2 separate regions of the Capra hircus genome follow, and region 2 is linked to region 1. Evidence: chromatin contacts called from public Hi-C data. All regions are on one chromosome and are shown on one strand. Each heading gives the region's core, a stretch centred on a gene start, on an enhancer-like site or on the middle of the called end of the contact. The rest is flanking DNA. Distances are from core to core; before and after follow the strand shown. Region 1 has its middle 66 kb from the start of ANK2. Region 2 holds the start of ZGRF1 (protein ZGRF1).

Region 1 (6,272 bases), core at 1,198-3,697:
AGCCTGGCGTGCTGCGGTCCATGGGGTCGCAAAGAGTCGGACACAACCAAGCGACTGAACTGAACTGAGCTGAATAGAGGAAGCACAGTAGAGGAAGATTAGTAAATATTAAATGAACATTCATTATTGAAAGAAAGGAGGCTTCCCTGGTGGCTCAGAGTATAAAGAATCTGCCTGCAATGCAGGTGATCCGGGTTAATCCCTTGGTTGCGCAGATTCCCTGAAGAACAGAATGGCAACCTACTCCAGAAAGAAATATTTCCAAGCACTATCTTTGCACTCAGCTTCAAAGAGAACTTTATTTTTATTGAGAACCAACTCAGAACACTGTATTAAACATAGTGAAGAAGTATACAAAAGAAACAAATGGCACAGATTCTAACTCAATATATTTTAAGCATACATACCCTCAAACGTCAGTATATTACAAAAGCCATATACATTTAAATGAAATATTTTTACTGTAAAGAAAACAGATAAATGTTTAAGATAAAATGAAATAATTTATAAAGAAGATATACACAATTAACCCACCTAAAGAACTTTTGGTTTCGTGTATCAGAAAATAAGAGCTCTCATTAAGTCTAGAGGAGAAAACCCTACTTTAACAAAATGGAATTAGAAAAATATTTTCCTCCCAACTTCACACAGAACGAACTGGAATTGAGGTGGGGATGGGAATGAGAGAAGGGAACTAAGTAGTCAAACCATGACTTTCTGCCAGGAAGGCAAAGTGGTCCAGGTACCTGCAGGGGGCTGGGAGGTATGGTGGGGCAGACCTATAAAACTGTCAAAGCTAGGTAACTCTCATATCTCAGCTGCTTTATTTAACGGATGATGAATTCAAATTAAATGGTCTGTAAGGATCCTTCCAGCTCCACCATGCTGTGATTTTTATGGTATCAGTTACTGGAATAGAGGGGTTGAATCTAAAAGACATGGGAAATTCCTTGGTGGTCCAGTGGTTAGGAGTCTGTGCTCTTACTGCCATGAGCCAGGTTCCATCCCTGGTTGGGGAACTAAAATCTGACAATTTGCTGGCATGCCCCCGCCTCTAAAAAAGTAAAAGATATGATAGTCAGGAAATCAATAGGAACGTAACACAAACTGGATAGGGAGAAGATGAAGGGAAGAAAAAAAATGAAATGCATCATGGATGCAGAAGCACTCTGAAAGCATCAAGTCCTCTACAAGAGATTCTTAGCGCTCATTGAGATTATTAGACTCTAATAATCTCTAATAATTAAATAAGGTTCCAAGTGTGGATGACAGGAAAATGCTGGAGGGATCCCACCGAAGCCAATCAAAAGCCACAGAAGTTAAGAATGGGAGCCAAAGGGGCTCTCCTTTCACGTGCTAATTTACTCACCCCCCCACCTCTCTACAGTATTGAGATGGAATTTACCACCAAGGAACAGACCAGAGGGAATCCTCTTATTCTTATGCAATTTCCACCTTTGTTCTTATTGTCCGATACCAATTGCTAGGAAGGTAAAAGAAAATTGCAATTCAAATTTGTTAATTAGAAAGATGTGCTGCCTTGTAAAGACTGTTCTGACAGTTTAGTAAATCTGACCCTTAGTATTGTTTTCCTAAAATCATAAATAGAAAAACTAATATGGAAGAATGTGACATTCAAAACTGATCAGAGAATAAAATGTATGGAGGCTTACATTTCAAATCCAAATTAGACAATAAATTTTTTAAAATTCTCTTTTTCTAACTTTAAAACTTATACACAACCACACACCTACAACACTACATCTTTGGAAAGATAGGGGCTTCCTGCTGGTTCAGATGGTAAAGAAACTGCCTGCAATGAGGGAGGCTGGGGTTCGATCCCTGGGTTTGGGAAGATCCTTTGGAGAAGGGAATGGCAAAGCACTCCAGTATTCCTGCCTGGAGAATTTTATGGACAGAGGAGCCTGGCAGGCTACAGTCCATGGGGTCACAAAGAGTTGGACAGGACCGAGCGAGTAACACTCACTTTCTTTGGAAAGATTATGACAGAGTCCATGATCAGGACATACTACCTCAGAATACATCCATTTGGCACATTAAACATTTTAAGCTGAAGGAATCTGAGAAACAGCAGGTGCAGGAAGACCTTTCTGACCTTCCCTGAAGCAGGTCTCAAGTTGCTCACGTGAGAGGTGCCCTCCCTACAACGGAGGAAACAAGCACGCCTATCTTCTAAGAAAAGGGGACACAGAGAGAAACCTGAATGGGCAGGACTTGCTCAATTTCCCCAGTTTACTCCACTGACCTCACCTCCTTTGTCTTACCATATCCTTCCAGGACCTTCCACCATTTGTCAACCAAATATAAAATCCTCAGGTTTTGTTGCAGGAAGGGGGATCCCTTCCAGGACTGAAAGAGGGCTCTTGTCTTAACACTCAGAAATAAACTGTCTGAGGAGAACACACGTGCTGACAAAGCAGGAGAGCTTATTGGGAAGGGGCACCCAGGCGAAGAGCCATAGGGTAACGGAATCCAGGACTGCCCTGCCTCATGGCTCACAGTCTTGGGTTTTATGATGATGGCATTAGTTTCTGGGTTGTCTTAGGGAAAGGAAGTGAGGTTGCTCAGTCGTGTCTGACTCTTTTTAACCCCACGGACTGTAGCCTACCAGGCTCCTCCATCCACGGAATTTTCCAGGCAAGAATACTGGAGCAGTTGCCATTTCCTTCTCCAGCAGATCTTCCCAACCCAGGGACTGAACCCAGGTCTCTCGCATTGTAGGCAGACGCTTTACCGTCTGAGCCACCAAGGAAGTCCTCTGGGTGGTCTTAGGCCAATCATTCTGCCTCGGGGTCCTTCCTGGTGGCACACAAGTTGCCCAACCAAGATGGATGCCAGCGAGAAGGATTCTGGGAGGTGGCCGGACACATGGTGTCTCCCTTTGATCCTTCTCAAACTCCTCTAGCTGCTGATGGCTTTTTAGTTCCTTGTTCCTTACAAGAACCCCCTGTCGTAAAATAACTTACTCAATGGTGACTATGGTGCCTGGCCAGGATGAGCGGATTCAGTCCATGCGTTTCTCCTAACAGTTTTTCTTCTTCTGATATTTGCTTTAAGGGTGCGTGTGTTTTATAACACTTATATTACATAAAAAGGACTGAAGCTGAAGCTCCAATACTTTGGCCACCTGATGTGAAGAGCCAACTCATTGGAAAAGACCCCGATGCTGGGAAAGATTGAAGGCAAGAGGAGCAGAGGGCAGCAGAGGATGAAAGAGTTAGATAGCATCACCAACTCAATGGACCTGAATCTCAGCAAATTCAGGGAGACAGTGAAGGACAGGGAAGCCTGCAGCCCGTGGGGTTGCAAAGAGTCAGATATGACTTAATGACTGAACAACAACAACAAATATTACATACATTTGTATACTTTCTCCTATTAATCTCTCTTTGTGAGTCTCATGTTCAAACCCAGACAGGAACCTAAAAAGATCAAGGAAAACTTTTTCTTCTCCCATAGTCAACAATACCAAATTATGAAGCCCTTGATATTCCTGTCTTTTACCACATACCCCATTTCTCAATCCACAGAATTTACTCCTGTATTATGATGAGACGGCTACAGACAGAAAAGTAAGATTAACTCTACAATGCAACAGGGAAAATGTGGAAAAATGTAATTTATTCTTGCCTGAGAAACTCTATGACTTCAATTTTATTAACTGTGAATTCCTTATGAAGTAAGTGATGAACTTCTCAGAAGGAATCCATCATATATCAATTCTCTATATTTCAAATTTTTTTATCTACAAAACCAGAGAAGATACTAGACACATTTCACAGGGTTGTTGTAAGGCTTTAATAAATTCACACATGGAAAACGCTTGGACTTGTGCCTGACACATGGTGTGCCATCAAGGTAGACTCTCATTAATGCTGCTAAGTTACTAATAAGAAATGTCACTGTCAGGAACAGACCTCAAGAAAGCGTCAAGCTACACCGTCAACCACAACTGTAACAAGGGAATTGCAGGATGAAATCATCACAAATGGAAAAGGTGAAATGAAAAGAAGTCAGGGATTGACCTTAAAACACTATAGCCACAAAAATAAAGGAAAGGAGGAAAGAAAACAATTGGGTTTAGATGAAGTAAGAGCAAAAGTTAATAACTGTTGAGTCAGAGTGATGGTATCGAGAGGATTATTAAACTATTCTACTACTCTATAGGATTGAACACTTTCACAACGAGTAATTTTAAAAATCAGAAAAACACGAAGAAGTACACAACTCTTTATAATGACTATTATTTATTGTTGAACATACTGAGAGCTTAATGGGCTTTCATCAACTCAGTTTTATTCTTGTTGGCTTGTTCTTTGGTCCTACTGCCGTTAATAATCTTGGCCTTTAAATCAAGTTCCTAAACAAATCAAAACTGAACTTCAGTGTCAAGGGAAGTCCAGCTTCTCCTGTGCAATCTGTTCTTACACTGGAGTCTAAGGCCTTTAGAAGAATGACGTGTCTGTGTGATGTGGTGAAGGAAGACACCGTCACCTGGGATTGAGGCCTCAGTCTATCAACAACCAGCTGTGTGGCTCACCTCTCAGAACCCAATCTCATTTCAGTTCAGTTGAGTCGAGTGCTCAGTTGTGTCCAACTCTTTGCAACCCCATGAACTGCAGCACGCCAGGCCTCCCTGTCCATCACCAACTCCCAGAGTCCACCCGAATCCATGTCCATTGAGTCGATGATGCCATCCAGCCATCTCATCCTCTGTTGTCCCCTTCTCCTCCTGCCCCCAATCCCTCCCAGCATCAGGGTCTTTTCCAATGAGTCAACTCTTCCCATAAGGTGGCCAAAGTATTGGAGTTTCAGCTTCAGCATCAATGAACACTCAGGACTGATCTCCTTTAGGATGGACTAGTTGGATCTCCTTGCCAATCTACTTACTTCTAATGAGGGATCTGAGCTCCATCTCTTAGGTTCCTCCCAGATATAAAATATTTTGATTTCTAATTGCAAGAAGAGTGGCTTCCTTTTAAAAACTAGATGCAGAGGGGAACAAAACAGAAAAGCATATATCAACATGTTAATGATGACCATTTTCAGGTGAAAAATCAGGGATTTTTACTTTTGTCTTTTTGCTTATATGCTTTCTTATTTTTGCAATGGCAAAATAAGAAAGAAGGCAATGGCACCCCACTCCAGTACTCTTGTCTGGAAAATCCCATGGACAAAGGAGCCTGGTGGGCTGCAGTCCATGGGGTCACCGGGAGTCGGACACAACTGAGCGACTTCATTTTCACTTTTCACTTTCATGCATTAGAGAAGGAAATGGCAACCCACTCCAGTGTTCTTGCCTGGAGAATCCCAGGGACGGGGGAGCCTGGTGGGCTGCCGTCTCTGGGGTCGCACAGAGTCGGACACGACTGAAGAGACTTAGCAGCAGCAGTACATCTGTAAGATATCACTAAAACTATTTTAATTACTACACATATTTTAAGATTCAAAGTATCCTTCCCTTCACCTAACATAATTTCCTGTCCTCAAAGAGAAAAAATAATAGTGTTTTGAAAATTCTACAAACCATGGTCTATTTACAATAGTTGGACATTGGTTTGTAATATGGAAAAAGAGTGTTTTAAAGCAATAAATCAATAAACCACCAATGCTTGCTGTCTATTCTAGCCCGTTTTTCCACTGACCTAACTGGATCAATGTTTTTTGATCTTAGTTTGCAGACCAGGGATCAGACCCATGTCTCCTGCAGTGAAGCACACAGTCCTAACCACTGGAGCAACAGGGAATTCCCTGGATCCCATTTTTCACCTGCTGAAGGCTCTAGTATCCAGAAATCAATCTTGCATTCTTGCTGCCCTCCCAGCAAGGAAGTGAAAGTGTGAAAGTGAAAAATCGCTCAGTCCTGTCTGACTCTTTGCGACCCCATGGACTGTACAGTCCATGGAATTCTCTAGGCCAGAATACTGGAGTGGGTAGCCTATCCCTTCTCCAGGGGATCTTCCCAACCCAGGAATCAAACCGGGTCTCCTGCATTGCAGGTGGATTCTTAACCAACTGAGCTATCAGGGAAGCCCCCCCATCAAGGAAGACCCTTTGTTAAAGGAACTGAGGAGTCTTTCTACTCAAAAAGCATTTTCCACTCATAGTTATTAAGGAATACAGGCTATTTTCTTCCCTTTTCAAAAACTATTTAGAAACCTGGCGACTTACTTTAATAATAATTTCTAATATAGAAGATGATGTTATACAGATAAATAGTGTAGAAAACTTATGACCACTAGTTAGGAAAT
Region 2 (6,272 bases), core at 2,820-5,319, 120 kb after region 1:
TAGATCTGGCCTGGGGATTTCGCTCTAACTTCATCACTTGCAACTTCTTTCAGGGTGCTCATTACAACCTCAACACACCATCGTTCTGTTCCTTGAACAGTCTAATGCATTCCCATTTCACGGCTTTTGCTCCTGCTGTTTCCCAGGTTTCTTGTCACACCTGCAGGGATTACTTCCTTGTTCACCCAGGCCTCTGTAAATGTCACTTTCTCAAAGAGGCTTTCTCTTTCACCAAATCTAAAATATCCCTTCCCTGCCAACCATAACCCTACCCTCCCTCACTCACCACTTTCTATACTTTAATGCTCTTATTCCTACCTGGAATTATAATTTTATTGCCTGCTTCATTATAATATAAACACTAAGAAGGCAGAGACTTCAGCTTGATCACAACCTTGGCATTTATTTATTGTCTAGTTAAGTAATATAACTAACAGCATCTAATACATTGTCAAGTATTGAGCATTTCAAGTTATTTTGTAAGGGGGTAGAATTATAAACAAAATACAAATGTAGGCTATGATTGTCACTACAGAATTCACTACTAACTCTTTCATCTGAAAAATCTATAAAGGGCAGATTACCACTTCTCCTGGTGGCTCAGAGGTTAAAGCATCTGCCTGGAATGCGGGAGACCTGGGTTCGATCCCTGGGTTGGGAAGATCCCCTGGAGAAGGAAATGGCAACCCACTCCAGCACTCTTGCCTGGAGAATCCCATGGAGGGAGGACCCTGATAAGCTACAGTCCATGGGGTTGCAAAGAGTCGGACAAGACTGAGCGACTTCACACACACACCACTTCTCCATTTGTTTTCATCGTCAAAGCCACCGTCTAAGGAGATAGTGGACAAAACTGCATAAACACAGAAAGCCACAAATCTCCCAGAAATCAGACTTTTCCCAGCATTCTCTTCTCAGCCCTGATACTCTCCTTCCTTTCTCATATATAAATATATGAGAATATTTTTATATTCTGGAGATTATAGCTGGAGAATATAGCCTGGAGAATTAAGCTCAGAAAATCTTGCCCCATGTGAATAACACTCTGCAATTTTCAATCTTAAAAATCTGTGGAGAATCAAATATACATTCATTTTCGAGTACAGATATGGATTAGATTAAACAGGAAATAAGCTATGGTACAAGTTCTCTTCCCTACACACTGGTTGCAGAAGATCAGGAAGTTACATGATAGTCATAGTTTACTTTTTCAATGTCCTATGATAACAAATAGGTATACTGTCATTCCATACATTCCAAATCAAAGTTCTTATCTTTCTTAGCAATGTCTGTTCTGCTGTTCTTCTCACCACTCTCATTTTATTTAAGGATGACATACTCTACTTAGTTAACCAGTTGAGCTATTTACTAGCTGTATGGATTTGGGGCAAGTTAACTCAACTTTCTACGATCTACAAAGTGGAATAAAATTTATACTGACATACTAGGATTGTTTTAAAAATTAATCAAAATGGATAAAGCACTTTCCATTACTGCTATACAGCACACAGTCAACAATATCTAACTGTTATTTATTATCATTTTATCATTTACCAATCTGTCATTAATCCCTATCAATGTAACCTTTGGAATGGCTCTTATCTTCATCCAGTGTTTTCCACAACTACTGTTATAATAATACGGAAATTGTTTATAAATTGTTTGAGAAGTCCTCCATCCTTCACAGAAGCTGTGTAACTTGTCTAAACACAGGTCTAATTTTGTGACTCTAATGCTAAAACTTTCAACAATAATAATTCTTTAGCATCTTTTGGTAACACAGCATATATTTTTAAAAAATTGTTAAATGAATCAACTAGTTTCATAGGGTTTAAACAAAGAATAAAAGTTACTGTGTAACACCAGTTACTTTACACACCTTGTTTTAAATCCTCATAATCCCTCTAGGTTATTTCTCTTAACTTTTTACAAAGGCTCAAAGGTTAAGTGACCTGGCTAAAGCTAGCTAGGTAAGTAAGCTCAGGTATGTTTAACTTTCACACTGCCTACGTTTTAGTAGAACCTCTTGCAACCTCTTACCATGTAGTCTATGTTTTGACTCAGAAATCCTTTTTTTAAATTGTTAAATTTTTTTTTTTTTACAATGTTGTGTTGGTTTCTGCTGTACAACAACGCGAATCAGCCATCTGTGTGTTCGTGCTAAGTCGCTTCAGCAGTGTCTGAGTCTTTGTGATCCCATGGACTGCAGCCATCCAGGCTCCTCTCTGTCCAAGGAATTCTCCAGGCAAGAATACTGGAGTGGGTTGCCATGCCCTCCTCCAGGGGATCTTCCTGACTCAGGGATCTAACATTGCATCTTACATTGCCTGCAATGGGAGGCAAGATTTTTTTTAACAGTAGCGCCACCATCAGTCATAAATATACATATATCCCCTCACTCTTGAGCCTCCCTCCCCTTTCTCCATCCCACTCCTCTAGGTCATCACAGAGCACCAAACTGGGCTCCCTGTGTCATACAGCAACTTCTCACCAGCTATCCATTTTACACACGGTAGTGTGTATCTGTTGATGCTACCTTCTCCATTCATTCACTCTCTCCCTCCCCACCCCGGCTGTGTCCACAAGTCCATCTCTCCTGGCTCAGAAATTCTTAACCTGAAATCCATGGAATTTGGGATGGATTTCAAAAATTATTGTAAATCCCAAGAAATTTTCAAAGGTAAATTTTAAAGGTGAAACCATGACTTTTCTACATTTATAAAATGAACTCGTCAATCATTTTATTTAAGTAATTAACCAGGGAACTAGTTAAGTGCTAAAAACCAGTTCAAAGGTGAACTCAAAAACTAGACAAGCGCAAATACAAGCAAGCAAAAATATTGAAATGAACTTGTTAACAGATGTAACACTAATCAGGGCAATAACTCTTAAGACATTTCAATTATAACTTACATAATTGTAACATAGCTCAATGACAATGAAAAGCAGAGGTAAGCTGGAAAAGTAAGCTAGACACCTCTTTTTTTGGCTATTTCAACATCTTTCACAATTTTTCTTTAAAAGGTTATAGAAAATATTTAGAAATGTATATGTATTTTCCTGGGAGGCTCATCCATATCTTTTAAATCACGTTTTAAAAGGAAATGGTGTGTCAAAAAGGTTAAGAACTATAGTTCTAGTCACATCTGACTATCCAGCGTTGCCTACTTTCTTGTCTCTGTGCCTCTGCTTTAAAAGCTTCTCGTCTTCCTTGTCTTATCAAGTCCTATTCAATTTTCAAGGCCCAGGTTAAACGGCATCTTACTCTTTCTAGCTTTCTGCTAGCACATTTCCCCTAAACAACCGCCTCATCTGTTTCCCTTTTAAGTATGTCTATTAACGCACTCAATAATACACTGTATTTTTTCTTCCTTCCATAACTGGATGTTCAGCTCTCTGAATGATAGAGACAAAAGTTCTGAAAAAAGAAATGACTTAATTTAAAAATACAAGTCCACATTCGCTATCTTTTGGCCACCAAAACTCGAATCTGAGAAGAAAAGCAATTCCCCTTTTGACTACTGCCCCTTTAGGTACCCGTTCTTCCTCAAGGAAGCCGTCAAACGCGGGACTACCCCAAACCTCCCAAAACCGGACGGCAAGCGCCCCCAATCACTAGAAAACTGGAACTGCAAGGGCTGCCGGAGGAGTCTTGCGCGTGCGCACAGAGAACCAGGACACTAGGGCAATCTAACTGATGGGTTGGTGGGAGGGGGCGGGATGAGAAGGACCAGAGATGACAGAAAGGACCGGCATAGAAAAAGACTGAGAGTAATTTAGATCTCACCCAACTTGGGCTTCCCTAGAGTCCACTTAGAACTTACTCTGTCCAATTCCCAAAATACAGGGCCAGAGACTGCGTTCTTCAGTCCTTCGCGTCCCCCGAACCTTATAGTCGTGGTTATTTTAGCGTCACATGAGCGACAATTCTTCCGAACGCCTTGGAAAAGATGGGCCCAGAGGTTGTGCGACCGTCGTTTACGTCACAGGCGTAGGCCCGCTCAGCGTGGGGGCGGGACATCGGAGAACGCAGTCGCCACAGAGGCTAGCCGCCAAAGAGGAACTTGATTGGCAGTTTGAAAACGGCCGTTCAGGTCCGGAGCCGTGGTGGGCGGGCTAAATAGTGGTGTTTGATCTGGTGCAGTCGCGAGTTGATGATGTCACGGCTTTTCGCGGGAGAAGTTCGAAAGTGGGTTTTGTGGAATGAGCAAGTTAAAAGAGCTGTTTCCACTCGGGAGTTTCTGGGGATTGAGGGTAGATAGGCTGGAGTTTTGAGCTCGAGGTGCTGTCACTGATTTTGATGCGACGGGCGAAGGAGTTTGCTCCGCCAGACGGGGTTCGGTAACGAAACTGTGTGGAGATAAGGTTGGTTCACGGCTTGGCCCAGCAACCTGTAAATAATTAGTGCTTCGTCTTTACCACCTTCCCCCAACTCCTGCTGGGCAGTTCCGGTATCCGTGTGAGAACCCGGGATGGTTTTGCTGTTTGCTTTTAGGACTGACAAAGGGTCACTTCTTCATTGTCATCTGGTTACACAAGATAGTGATAATTAGAACGTTGGCAAATGAAATGTGAGCATCTTTTGGTTGTCTGGACTGGACCGTTTCTTAAAAGGCTATTGGGCTCGTGATTCTTAAATTTTTAAATCTGTGAACCACGTAGGGATTCGAAAGATCCTGCTTGTTCCAAAAGAAAAGGACCAAAAACATCTCATCGTACTTAGCAAGAACAGGTCATATTTTAGTGATAACACCGAATTTTATACATAAATCTAAAAAACAGCACAATAATGTGTGTGTGAAGATATGTATGTATTTCTGTACTAAATTATCACAAAACATCTAATCTCTCCCCCTTTTTTTGAAGTGTAATTCTTTAAAGTAATCTACCACTTAACAAGAGTTTGGACCGTCTCAATACATCCCTCAAGTAATATTTCTAATTTAGGAAAACAATGGGGGAATTTATTTTGCAGTTGGTAAACAGCGTATAAGTAATCCGAAAGAAGTAAATACTGGATTTCTAACCTGTAAATTGTGATGGTAATAACAACTTTTCAGGATTATGAGACTGATAAATATATGTAAAGAATCCAGTCCCATTGTTGCCTGTTACAGTAGGTTTTCCATAGTCACATAATGTAGTTTTTGTGAATGGGAACACCAGAATTTAGACTACTTAGTTTTGAATTCTGAATCTGCCATTTATTTACTTCATGATCTTAGGCAAATTACATACTGATGTACCTCACTTCCTGTTTTTGTAAAATGAATATAAAAAATAGTATCTGTACTATAAGGTGTAAAATTTAAAGCATTTTAACAGTGTTCTAGCATATAATTTACACTGAATAAATAATAACCGTTATTAAAGGGATCTAATGTTAACTGCTACATGCCAAGCATTGTGTTGACACTATGTAGTCTTATCTACATATATTTGATGTCTAACGCATTCAGTGGCTAGAAGCCAGTTGCTGTTCAAGCAGCAGTCAACCATGTGTTTCTTTGGACCTCTGTTATCTTCTTGGCATTCGCTAGGCATCTGTCAATCCTGTTAGCTGGAGGGGAGGGATTAGGATATGGAGTTATATTTCTGAAAGGCAGTGCCTCTGTAGGTCTGGCCCTGTGCTGTGAACTATATCATGGGACAAGTATTCATTTCTCATTTGTGTCCCGTTTGCCCTGCCCTTTCTCCATTTAGCAGCCAGAGCAATCTTTGTAAAACCCAAGTCAGATTATGTTAACTTATTCTTGAAATTCTGCCTTGGCCTCCTACTGTCTTTTTAAAAAGTCCGAACAACTTAGCATAAAATAGAATGCCCTTTGCATCCTGTTATTGCTCACTTTTTCAGACTTATCTCTCACAACTCACTATCTTACACTTGATTATAAACTAGAGTTCCTTGATTATGCCTTCCACAGCTTTTTTGTACATGTTATTCTTATTTGGAAATACCCTCCTTGGAATTTTTCCTTGGTTAATGATTATTTTGGTTTACAGTGTATGCATTATGTCTTTCAGGAAACCTCGTTTGATGCCCTAGACTGAGTTGGGTACCCCTCCAGTGCTTTTCCTTCCATATTTTTTGTAATTACTGTTTATTACCCTGCTATACTGAAATTCCTTGAGACTAGGAGTAGTATTTTGTTCATTTTAGTATCTTGGCCTAGCGCTATGTACACACAGTACATAGCACACAGTAAGTACTAAATATATGTGATTTATAAATAACATGTAGGTGGCCTATTTTTGTACATTTTATACATATA

What was found. Hi-C and Micro-C count contacts between places; a contact is called where the count stands out from the background.
Region 2: a Hi-C map of liver shows a contact between it and region 1, with 6 times the contacts expected there. The contact joins the promoter of ZGRF1 here to the enhancer-like site in region 1. A contact is called at or near these places in 2 of 5 Hi-C or Micro-C datasets (blood and liver).

The regions. Positions count from the first base shown.
Region 1 is chr6:13,224,829-13,231,100 of ARS1.2, forward strand. No RefSeq gene overlaps it. Among named protein-coding and RNA genes, the nearest start is that of ANK2, 66 kb to the left of the region's middle. Within about 2 kb of position 2,448, at least 1 of the 5 cell types and tissues checked has an H3K27ac peak or open chromatin away from gene starts, as enhancers often do.
Region 2 is chr6:13,345,516-13,351,787 of ARS1.2, forward strand. ZGRF1 (protein ZGRF1) reads left to right here and starts at 4,070. Exons shown (of 30, transcript XM_018049209.1): 1 at 4,070-4,365. It overlaps LARP7 (la-related protein 7), which reads right to left and starts at 3,958. Exons shown (of 13, transcript XM_018049213.1): 1 at 3,825-3,958.